Linked DNA regions of Mus musculus: region 2 is linked to region 1. Evidence: chromatin contacts called from public HiChIP or PLAC-seq data. All regions are on one chromosome and are shown on one strand. Each heading gives the region's core, a stretch centred on a gene start, on an enhancer-like site or on the middle of the called end of the contact. The rest is flanking DNA. Distances are from core to core; before and after follow the strand shown.

Region 1 (4,500 bases), core at 1,961-4,460:
TTAGTGCCCCACCCCAATAGCATTGTATTCTGGCATAGACTTCTGTAAATTAAAATTGCACCAAACTATAGGAGAGTCTGCATTCGCTTCTCCTAGAGGCAGCAAGATAAGATCCTTCCTCGTGCAAAGGAGAAGGAAGAAAAATGAAGGTTTTAAATGTCTACATATGTCTTGCAAGAAAATGTTGATGGGCTAGACTGGGGAGATAGCTCAGTTGGTAAAGAACTTGTCTAGGAAGTGTGAGAATCTGAGTTCAAATCCCTAGACCCCCATAGCTATGAGTGTTTTTAATTTCAGCAATGGGAAGACAGGAGGTGGACACACGGTTGCTAACCAGATAATATAGCCTATTTGAGGAGCTTCCAGGCCTGGGAGAGACCCTGTCAAACAAAAAAGAATGCTACACAGTTGTCTTCTGACCTACACACACACACACACACACACAGAGGAAAAGAAAAGAACACGTGACAAGTCCCTCTGAGATGCTCACATGGCATGCCATCAGCTCCGTGTGGTTTCTAACTACTCTCTCTCAGGTTGTGGTGGCAACAGAGATAGCAGGCTTTTTGTGGGAGGCAGTCCTCACAGAAGCTGGGCTTTGATGATGGAGTACTTAACCCCAGACTCAGAACACCCAGCTCGAGATGAAGACAACTGAGAGCTCCTGGCGTGAAAAACTTGTTACATAGGCTAAATTAAGCTGCACACTAGAAACTGTTTCATGTCTGACACAAAGCAAGCTTCTTACTTTCCACTCCTTTTTGTCTCTGCTTTACAGCAGCAGGGGTTTTGCACCCAGGGGAGAAAGCTAGCAGGAGAAACAGTGGTTCTAGGAGCAGAAGGAATGAAAAAATACCACGGAGGTATTGCCACATGTCACACACACACCTGTGTGCGCTGCATGTTCCTCAGTAAGTCTCTCAAGAACACCCGTGGTGTCTCTAATAGTGTCACTATGCTACAGGTGAGGCAACAGGCTTCAGAGTTAGGGCTCTCAGATTCCCTAAGAGGCCTCAGACCTTCTGAGAGCATGCGCCCAGCCTCACATCTTTGCTCATTAAAAATCCTCACTTAGTTAAGGGCAGTCGAGATGAGTCAGTAAGTAAGGCACTTGCCATCATGCCTGACAACCCGAGTTTGATTCCTGGGACCCACAAGGTGGAAACAGGAAACTGACTCTTACAGTTATTCTTTGACATCCACACATGCATGTATACATGCACGCACACGCACGTGCACACACTATTTTTTAAATTAAAAAAAAAATCCTCATTTAGCCAAAGTAGTTCTTTGTCTTGAGGGTGCTTTAGAGTAAAAGCTATAGAATAAATTATCCCAGAGTGCAACTTCCAAAGAGACCCAACCCAAAAGAAAGCTTTAAATCAGGTCTTTCTGGAGCCTTCAAGTACAACTGGAGGAAGCCAGAGGAGAGTTTGGTGCATCTTCATCTTTCTGAACCAATCAGAAGTCAGCTAAAGGCTTGGAGTTGTGAAGGTAAACAAAAGGAGGACCATCCCGTGAGAGGGCAGCTCTCTGGTGAGGTTAATACTTCGGTCTCAGACAGCTCCTGGGTCAAAATGGGCAGTGAGGTGTGTTCGGATGCCTGTCAGCTGCACTGCTATTCATCGCCAACACTAATCCCAGGTCATGCTCAGCTCTGGCTTTCATAAAGGGACAGTCACTCACACCAATGACAAAACAACCCACCAACTATCCCAGGGGGCAGGATAGGACTGGCTGGTTTAGGGGGCTGAAGCTGGGCATCCACCTGGGAAACTGTTCATACAATAGCAATAATTTAACTTCCATTTATCTAAAGCTGGGGCACCTGAAACCAAAGAGAAGGAGTAAGTTCCTGTGCTGCTAAATACTGATGGTAGAAGTAACTTTGTTGCTATCTCCGTGTGCTTTAAATATGAGTGTCAAGAATCCTCAGAGTTTACCATGCCATGCTATAAAGAAGCAGATAATGGAAGACAACTTCTGGATTGTCCCTTATGCATGACATGGCAAAACGGGGAACTGAGAGCGAGGACATCTGACAATATCAAGCTCCTAAGAAAGATGTCCCCTGTACTCTTTCACGCCTCAGTGGGAAACGGGACCTCGACAGTGCTGTGTCTTTCATCATTTTGAGCACCTCATTTTGAACAGACAGACTGCACCACCACTCTAGAGTTCCAGCTTACCCCTCACTCCGCTCGGTACATGGTAGGTATTTGGTAATTGAGTATTACATATCATTTCAGCGGATCTCCATGTCACAAAGGGAACCAAGTTGAGAGGAATAGCCAGCAGGCCAATTATTTTCTTCAATGTGTTATTTTTAACACATTATTTGTATCCTTATTAGAGGAGTAATGGGAGTGAATCACATTTTATAGAAACTCTGACGGAGGTTTTGACTCATCGTTAGCGTTAATCAATAGATGAACCATCCATAAACATCGTGACAAGTTTGGAAAATAGAGCTAACACCTCACGGCCGTGACTCCAGAGGAAAAGAATGACATGGGTTGCGAGAACGCTGAGCTGAGCTTGAAGCCTCAAGAAAATTCCCTTCATCTCCAAGCAAACGAAACCGGTTCCTTTAATGACACTGTGAGAAAGAAGCTGAGCATAAATGGTAGGCACGGCATTCGCCAACAGCAACAGCACACTCCTCGGTCACCATGCTTGCCACTAAATGCCACCCAGAGAGATTTATTACTATGCCAAAACAACATGACGAGGTCTGACATCCCCAGTGCAGATGAAGGTTTGGAGGATGACTCAGGGCTCACAGTGACACCTGTCACACACAGAACCCATGTAATCATCCCCCCCACCCCCTGAGAGTTCGCCATCTCAGCACACCATGCCAACTTTAGATATTTCAGTAGGAGCAGCCACCTTTGACTACAGACGCCTTTTAGATTCGAGATGTATTTCCATCGAGTATGGTATACTTAGCTATAGATGTCCCCTGTCCCTGCCAAAAATGACAAGCTGCTTGCTTAAAAGCTGTCACTAATTAGCTACTGCTGTAAAGAACACCAGAGGAGGTGCCAATAAAAGCATATTGAACAGAAAAAAAAGGCCCTATAACAAGGAGTGGGGGAACAGAACCTATTTGTGGCTGGTAAACTTTATACACACATGCAATCTAAATCTGGGAGAAGTGGGGGTGGGGCGGTAACGGCTATAGATGCCAGTTCCTCTTTAAACAGGAAGGGTGGGAGGATGCTCCCAGGGTACCAGTGCCACTGAGCTCCTCAATGCGATTTTTCACTGTTCCAGGATGACCCGAGTACGGTTAAGCGTTCACCGTCGGGTGCTCGCTCTATCTCTGGTACCTTAGCAGCTGTGTTTGAAAACACCATAAAAATGGACCTCTAAAGGCACATCCCATTGGCTTCAGTCGAGACATTTATGGCTCTGGATTGAACTGTTGGCCTTAATGTTTTACAGGCTGAGAAACAGGGCCAAGGCAGGCAATATGGGTCTACCTGATGTAAATGAACGGAGGACAAAGGGAAGAAAGCACCCCAGCACAGCTTATGTTCAGAGCTCTGGTTGAGACTGCAGAGCCTGGGGCTGAGCAGATGGCTCAGTGGTTTAGAGCACTTGTTGCTCTTGCAGAGGACCTGGCTTCAATTCTCAGCACCCACATAATAGATTGCAACTGTCTTAACTCCAGTTCTGGGGATCCCATGCCCTCTTCTGACCAGGCACACATACACACCTGCAGGCAAAAACCATTTAGACACACATAATTAAATAAATCTAGTCCACAGTCAGAGACTGAAGAGACAGCTTCCTTCTGAACATGCACAGGGACCTGAGTTTGATTCCCAGCACCCACACAAAAAGCCATGCTTAGAATGCCAGCCATGGGGACTGGGATTTAAGACAGGTGGCTCCCCGAGGCTTTCTGGCCAGTAAGAGACCCTGTCTAGATAAACAATTTGGGAGCTTGCCCAATGGTTAGTGTTGGCCACACAATAGAGAGGACTCACGTCCATATCCCCAGAGCCCGCATACATGTCCAGATGCATAGGGGCCATCTGTAATTCTAGCCTTGGGAGATGGAGATAACCCAGGGCAAACTAGCCAGAAAGACTAGCAGCATCTTCAAACTCTGGGTTTAGTGAGAGATCCTGTCTCAAGGATTAAGGTGGAAGAACAATCAAGGATGGTACTTGACAATTACCTCCTGTCTTTACATATACATACACACGCACACATATGTACATATATGTACACACACACACAGGAACACAGAATAAGGAAAAGAAGGTGGACAACTCCTGAAAAAACCTGAGATTGATCATCTATGCCTTCCACACAGGCGCACACACACATGCACTTGTACACACACACACACACACACACACACACACACACACAGAGTTCAGAACCAGAAGCTGAGATGTAGCTCAGTGGTAGGAGAGCGCAGGACCCTGGGCTCCATCCCAAGCACCAAAGAAAACAAGATTCTATTTGAAAGTCAGGGTTCCA
Region 2 (4,595 bases), core at 934-3,433, 220 kb after region 1:
CTGTTGGAAACAGTCTGTTTGACTGGTGGGCTTTGTTGTCTCTTACTTTGCAGAAAGGAATTCAGTGTTTCCTCATCGTGGTGGCGATGCTCTGCGTCCCTTGGATGCTTCTGTTTAAGCCGCTGATCCTTCGCCATCAGTACCTGAGGAAGAAGCATTTGGTGAGTGTCTGTCTGTGGCTGAAGGTTACTAGACTTTAGACTTTTTCCTCGCCTAAGATCCAGGCAGCGCCTTAGAGGATGTAATTAACTGTGCACACGTGCATGTGTTCCGTTATGGATTTGGGTTACATATGAGCATGAACCCCGGGCCTGCCAACGTCAGAGACACCTGGATCGGAGAGAATAAATCACTATGTTTTTACCTTTCCTGGTCGTGATTTTTGTCACGCTCTCGGCAGCAGAGGCCAGCCCTGGGCCCACACGTCTAGATGCGGCATCAGCCAAATATCAAGGTTAGGAGAGCTGCAGACAGTGAGCTCACTCGTGTGGTTTGCCTGGGCAGCCACAGGACTGACCCAAAGACATATTTTTTTTAATGAAACTATGACGCTTTCACCAACTGACACACCTGGAAAGGATCTGACTTAAAGCACACTGATTTTTTTTTTTTTTGTTTCTTCTTCTTCTAAGAAGCAGCATATATACACACAGGTGTTTACTTAACAGATGTGTGTATACCGACTCTACACACAGACACACAAAGTTAAGCTTGCCAAATGTTCGATACTGCGTGTAATTTCTGGCTATCCCATAATGCTTACTGCATTGCCCGGGAAAACCCAAGAGATCTTATTGCATGAGTCCCATGGCTGTGAGATGATCCCTCCGTTGGAGAGCAGCTGAGTTACAAGACCCTCCTTCTCCCTTTTCTGACCATCTTCATCCTTTCATGTGCCCTCCATTCGTCTCCCCTCCCTCTCCCCATCCCTCTCTCGTTCTCTTCTCCCTTCTTCTCTCCCATTCACTATCAGGAAGGGCAACCCGTGGAGGCCCCAGTCACACCAACCCCGAGCCAACAGGGACTAGAGGCAGCACCGGCTGCAACAGTGAGTCACTTAACTCCGACAAAGCAAAATGTTTGTTTAAAGAGGTGGCAGACAGTGCAGGTGAATTCTTTTTTAATGCTGTTGAGAGCGTGGCATGTGTGCTCACTGAGACCATGACAGAGGAGCCATCTGCCTCTTAGGAATAGATCAGGTATCGTTTTTACCATTGGCCTGCTAAGTTTCTGTTTGGTTGTGTAAGTACAATCCTATCTTCAGGAGCCAAGTGGCCCTCTTCGAGTCCCATCATCTTACTCCAAGACGGCAGCTTCTGGGCTCATCCACTTTTGTGTCTGTATCCTGTGATCGTGTGTGGGGTGGGTTTTCAGCATGGAGACAAGAGGGGCTTGGACTCTTTCATTGATGTCTTTGTTCTTTGTGCTTGTAAGCCCTTCTTTAAGGGATCCTTGTCCTTGTTTTGGGAGTTCAGTCTTTAGAGAAGGTCTGTATCTCTTTCCCTAACTGGGACACAGAAGGTCTTGTTTCTTCAGCTGATTTCCTGAGCCACCCTGCGTGCTGCACATCTGCCAGAGCCATCTGTCTAGACCCTCACTTCTTCTGTACCTACAATTCAGTGACAGCACTTTGAATGTCAGACATTTGACATCATTTTACCAGAATCTTAGAGTGCACTGTGTCTATGCAGCCTCACATCCGAGATTTTCAATCTCGCAGGTCAGGATTGTTCTGTTAGCATACACCGCTTTAAGGGGAATGCATGCTTATGCCAGACAAAATTTTAATCTCGCTGTGTGAAATTATTTTCAAGTTGAGGAACACACTGCCCAGCATTGATTTTCTTTCCCCATCATCTTTTCTTGCTTTGTCCTTGCTTTTTTCTTGCATTGTTCTCGATGCCTTTTGAGTGTGACTCCATCCTCCATGCTGAGCTCCACAGTAACCCCTCCTCATCTGGAAGCTCTCCCACTCATGGCGTCTGCTCAGCTGTGTCCCTAGCTGAATCTCTTGCTGGAGAGCAGCCCAACAGCATCAAGGTGACCACACTCCAAGAAGGACCCTTGACCCTTGACCCCACGTATCTGCTCCTGCTCTGCTTCTTGTCTCCTCCGTTGTCTCCTTGAGTGGCGTTGTCACAGCTCAGCATTTCTTTTCTTGTCTTTGCTGGTGTGTCTCTCATTTCCTTCCTGTAACTCTTGTTTCCTGAGCCGTGCAGGGTACTCGTCAGAGTCGGGTTAGGAGGTCTGACCTGTCTGTTCTCACTTCTTCTGGCTAGGGAAGTCTTAGGGAGATGGACTCTGTTTGGGGGATTTTGAATTCGGACGCTTTCCTCCTCTGCCCTGTAAGACCCAGGCCAAGATACAATGGAGTCTCCCCGCTCCGGCCCCATGCCCTTTATAATGCTTAAAGCCCCCCTTCTGAAGGTAGTTAGGCGACATTTGAGCCTGACCGGAAGTGCTTACTTCAGTGATTTCCCAGATCTGAATCACCTAGTAAACTTTGAACATGGGCATTAAAACAGGTGAGAGGAAGGAAAAGGCAAAAGTGACCCCTAATCCCATGAACTGAAGGGGGGGGGGGGAGAGAGAGAGAGAGAGAGAGAGAGAGAGAGAGAGAACTTTTATACTAACCAAGAAGTCTCAGTGCCCTGCCCCCTACCCTCCTCCTCCAGGACATTGTTATCAGGTGGAGTCTTTGCCTTCAGCACATATCTGTCATCTACTGAGACACAAGTAAACAATATGCATACCTAGAAGGAGAGCCATGTCTCGGGACCTATTTTAAACTGAAGCAATCTTCTGCCTCTCAGTGTTTCTTAATAGAGTTGTCTTCTTAGAGGCAATCTTTTTATGGTACCTAACATTGCTGGGTGTAGTGCATGCCTTTAGTCCCAGGCAGAGGCAGGCAGATCTCTGAGTTCGAGGCCAGCCTGGTCTATAAAATGAGTTTCAAGACAGCCAGGGCTACACAGAGAAACCCTGTCTCAAACAAGGTAGCTTCCGTAGAGCTCCTCCCGTGGCCTTTTCTGTGAGCCTTGTAAGACTGACTGATGCTACAAGGGGAGTCTACCCCAATAATAAATAAACCTTGGGGTCTGAACTGGCCAGCGAGTTGTAGTAAAAGAGGTTCCCCAAAAGCTAAAGCTAAGGAAGGGAGCCACAGGGAAGTTCCCAGCCCTGTCTCCACATTGTTCAAGCTTACTGGAGCAGTCACGCTGCAGGCAGGCAGTCCTCCAGCTTTGGGTTGATAGAACTCACAGGAAGTGGTCCAGGGGCTGCTTCCTCAGTCCCTTTCACTGTACCAGAACCCTCTGATGGAAAGGGATCTGCCTTACTTTACGTTTTTAAAACTCAGAATTCTTTAGCCACAAATGAGTGACTGTTAGGATGTTGTGATGTTTTGTTTTGTGTTCTTCCAAGACCTTGGGTAGCTCTTTGTTCCTACACGGGCCTGGTATATTTCTGGTAGATGTTGCTGGAACTCTTGGGCTCCTGTTGAAAGCCTGTCAGAGCAGGGTATACGTATCATGTCACCCACTGCCATCCCTACCCCCACACTGCACTTGGAAAGCCTCATCTTCAGTTCCAGCAACACTCAGGCCCTCTCAGACTTTACAGCTTAGCTGTGTTCATTGTGAGAGTGTTCATGCTCAGCTTCTCACCCATGCAGAACTCTGTGAGCATTGACCAAGGCAAGGTTGATTTATCTTGGTGTGACCGGAGGAGGTGGTAAAAGACAGGGCTGCCACTCGTGGGGTCCAGAGTGGTGGTGGTGGCTGGGGTGGGACAGTTACTTGTTTTTATGTAGCTTGTCCCTTTGGTGGCCACTGCTTCTGTTGATAGGATGTATGCCTTTCTGAGGATCGTATGAACTAACCATCACCCTTCCCCACCTCACAGAGTGCCGCATTAAAGCCCAGGCAAATACTGCTCTTTCTGTTCGTCTGTGTAGGGAACTCTCAACTTTGGTGGGATCAGGGTGGGCAACGGACCGACAGAGGAGGATGCTGAAATTATTCAGCATGACCAGCTTTCCACCCATTCAGAGGACGCAGAAGAGGTAAGAGCCGGGGGCGCGGGCTTCCTCTCCTTACCTTGGGCAGTCTAGGTCTTGTTTCCTAAAAGGCTTATTCAATCGTCTCCTTGAAGAATAAAACTACTAATGATTGGCCGCTGTCAGGCCCGCTCAGGACACCGCAGCTTGCCCTGTGGGGCCTGCTCTAATCTGTGGCCACAGAGCCCACCCAGCTTTGCTCTGCTCTTCTTGAATTCCTCGGGTCTGTGGTGCACTGCATGCGACCTCAGTGGCTAACTGCTCTCCACCCAGGCAGCGCCTAGCATCTCACCTCTTAGTAACCAGCAGCAGGGGAGCCTTCGGGATAGCGTCTTCATCCTCCGGTCCCAAGGGCCTCACACACACTGCCTAGCGGCTGTATTCAGGGCTTCTTTTTGAGGCCTGCCCCATCTGTGTGTTCTTGAGCCAGGGGTTTTTGTTTGTTTTTCAAGAGCTTTTAAATTTTGCTATCTGTCTTCTTTTTAGACTGAGAGGAATCAGGCCAGGCCAGCCTTTCCTTTTGACACTACTTCCAGTT

Evidence for each region. HiChIP or PLAC-seq counts read pairs in DNA pulled down with a chosen protein or histone mark.
Region 2: a contact with region 1 is called in an H3K27ac HiChIP or PLAC-seq map of microglia, with 4 times the contacts expected there. The contact joins two enhancer-like sites. A contact is called at or near these places in 2 of 39 promoter capture datasets (both in embryonic stem cells), 1 of 15 datasets of contacts at CTCF or cohesin (large pre-B cells), 16 of 484 Hi-C or Micro-C datasets (embryonic stem cells, palatal mesenchyme, trophoblast stem cells and 1 more), 6 of 115 datasets of contacts at active chromatin or transcription factors (the HPC-7 cell line, double positive thymocytes, embryonic stem cells and 3 more) and 3 of 9 other capture datasets (adipose tissue, embryonic stem cells and liver).

Annotation. Positions count from the first base shown.
Region 1 is chr11:100,823,596-100,828,095 of GRCm38.p6, forward strand. The region is part of intron 1 of Stat5b (signal transducer and activator of transcription 5B); the gene reads right to left. Among named protein-coding and RNA genes, the nearest start is that of Stat5b, 25 kb to the right of the region's middle. Within about 2 kb of position 3,211, at least 56 of the 459 cell types and tissues checked have an H3K27ac peak or open chromatin away from gene starts, as enhancers often do. A contact at or near this core is called in the HPC-7 cell line and microglia, where this site is marked.
Region 2 is chr11:101,044,463-101,049,057 of GRCm38.p6, forward strand. Atp6v0a1 (ATPase, H+ transporting, lysosomal V0 subunit A1) reads left to right here. Exons shown (of 22, transcript NM_016920.4): 17 at 54-161; 18 at 3,956-4,063. Among named protein-coding and RNA genes, the nearest start is that of Mir6928, 16 kb to the left of the region's middle. Within about 2 kb of position 2,184, at least 32 of the 459 cell types and tissues checked have an H3K27ac peak or open chromatin away from gene starts, as enhancers often do. A contact at or near this core is called in the HPC-7 cell line and microglia, where this site is marked.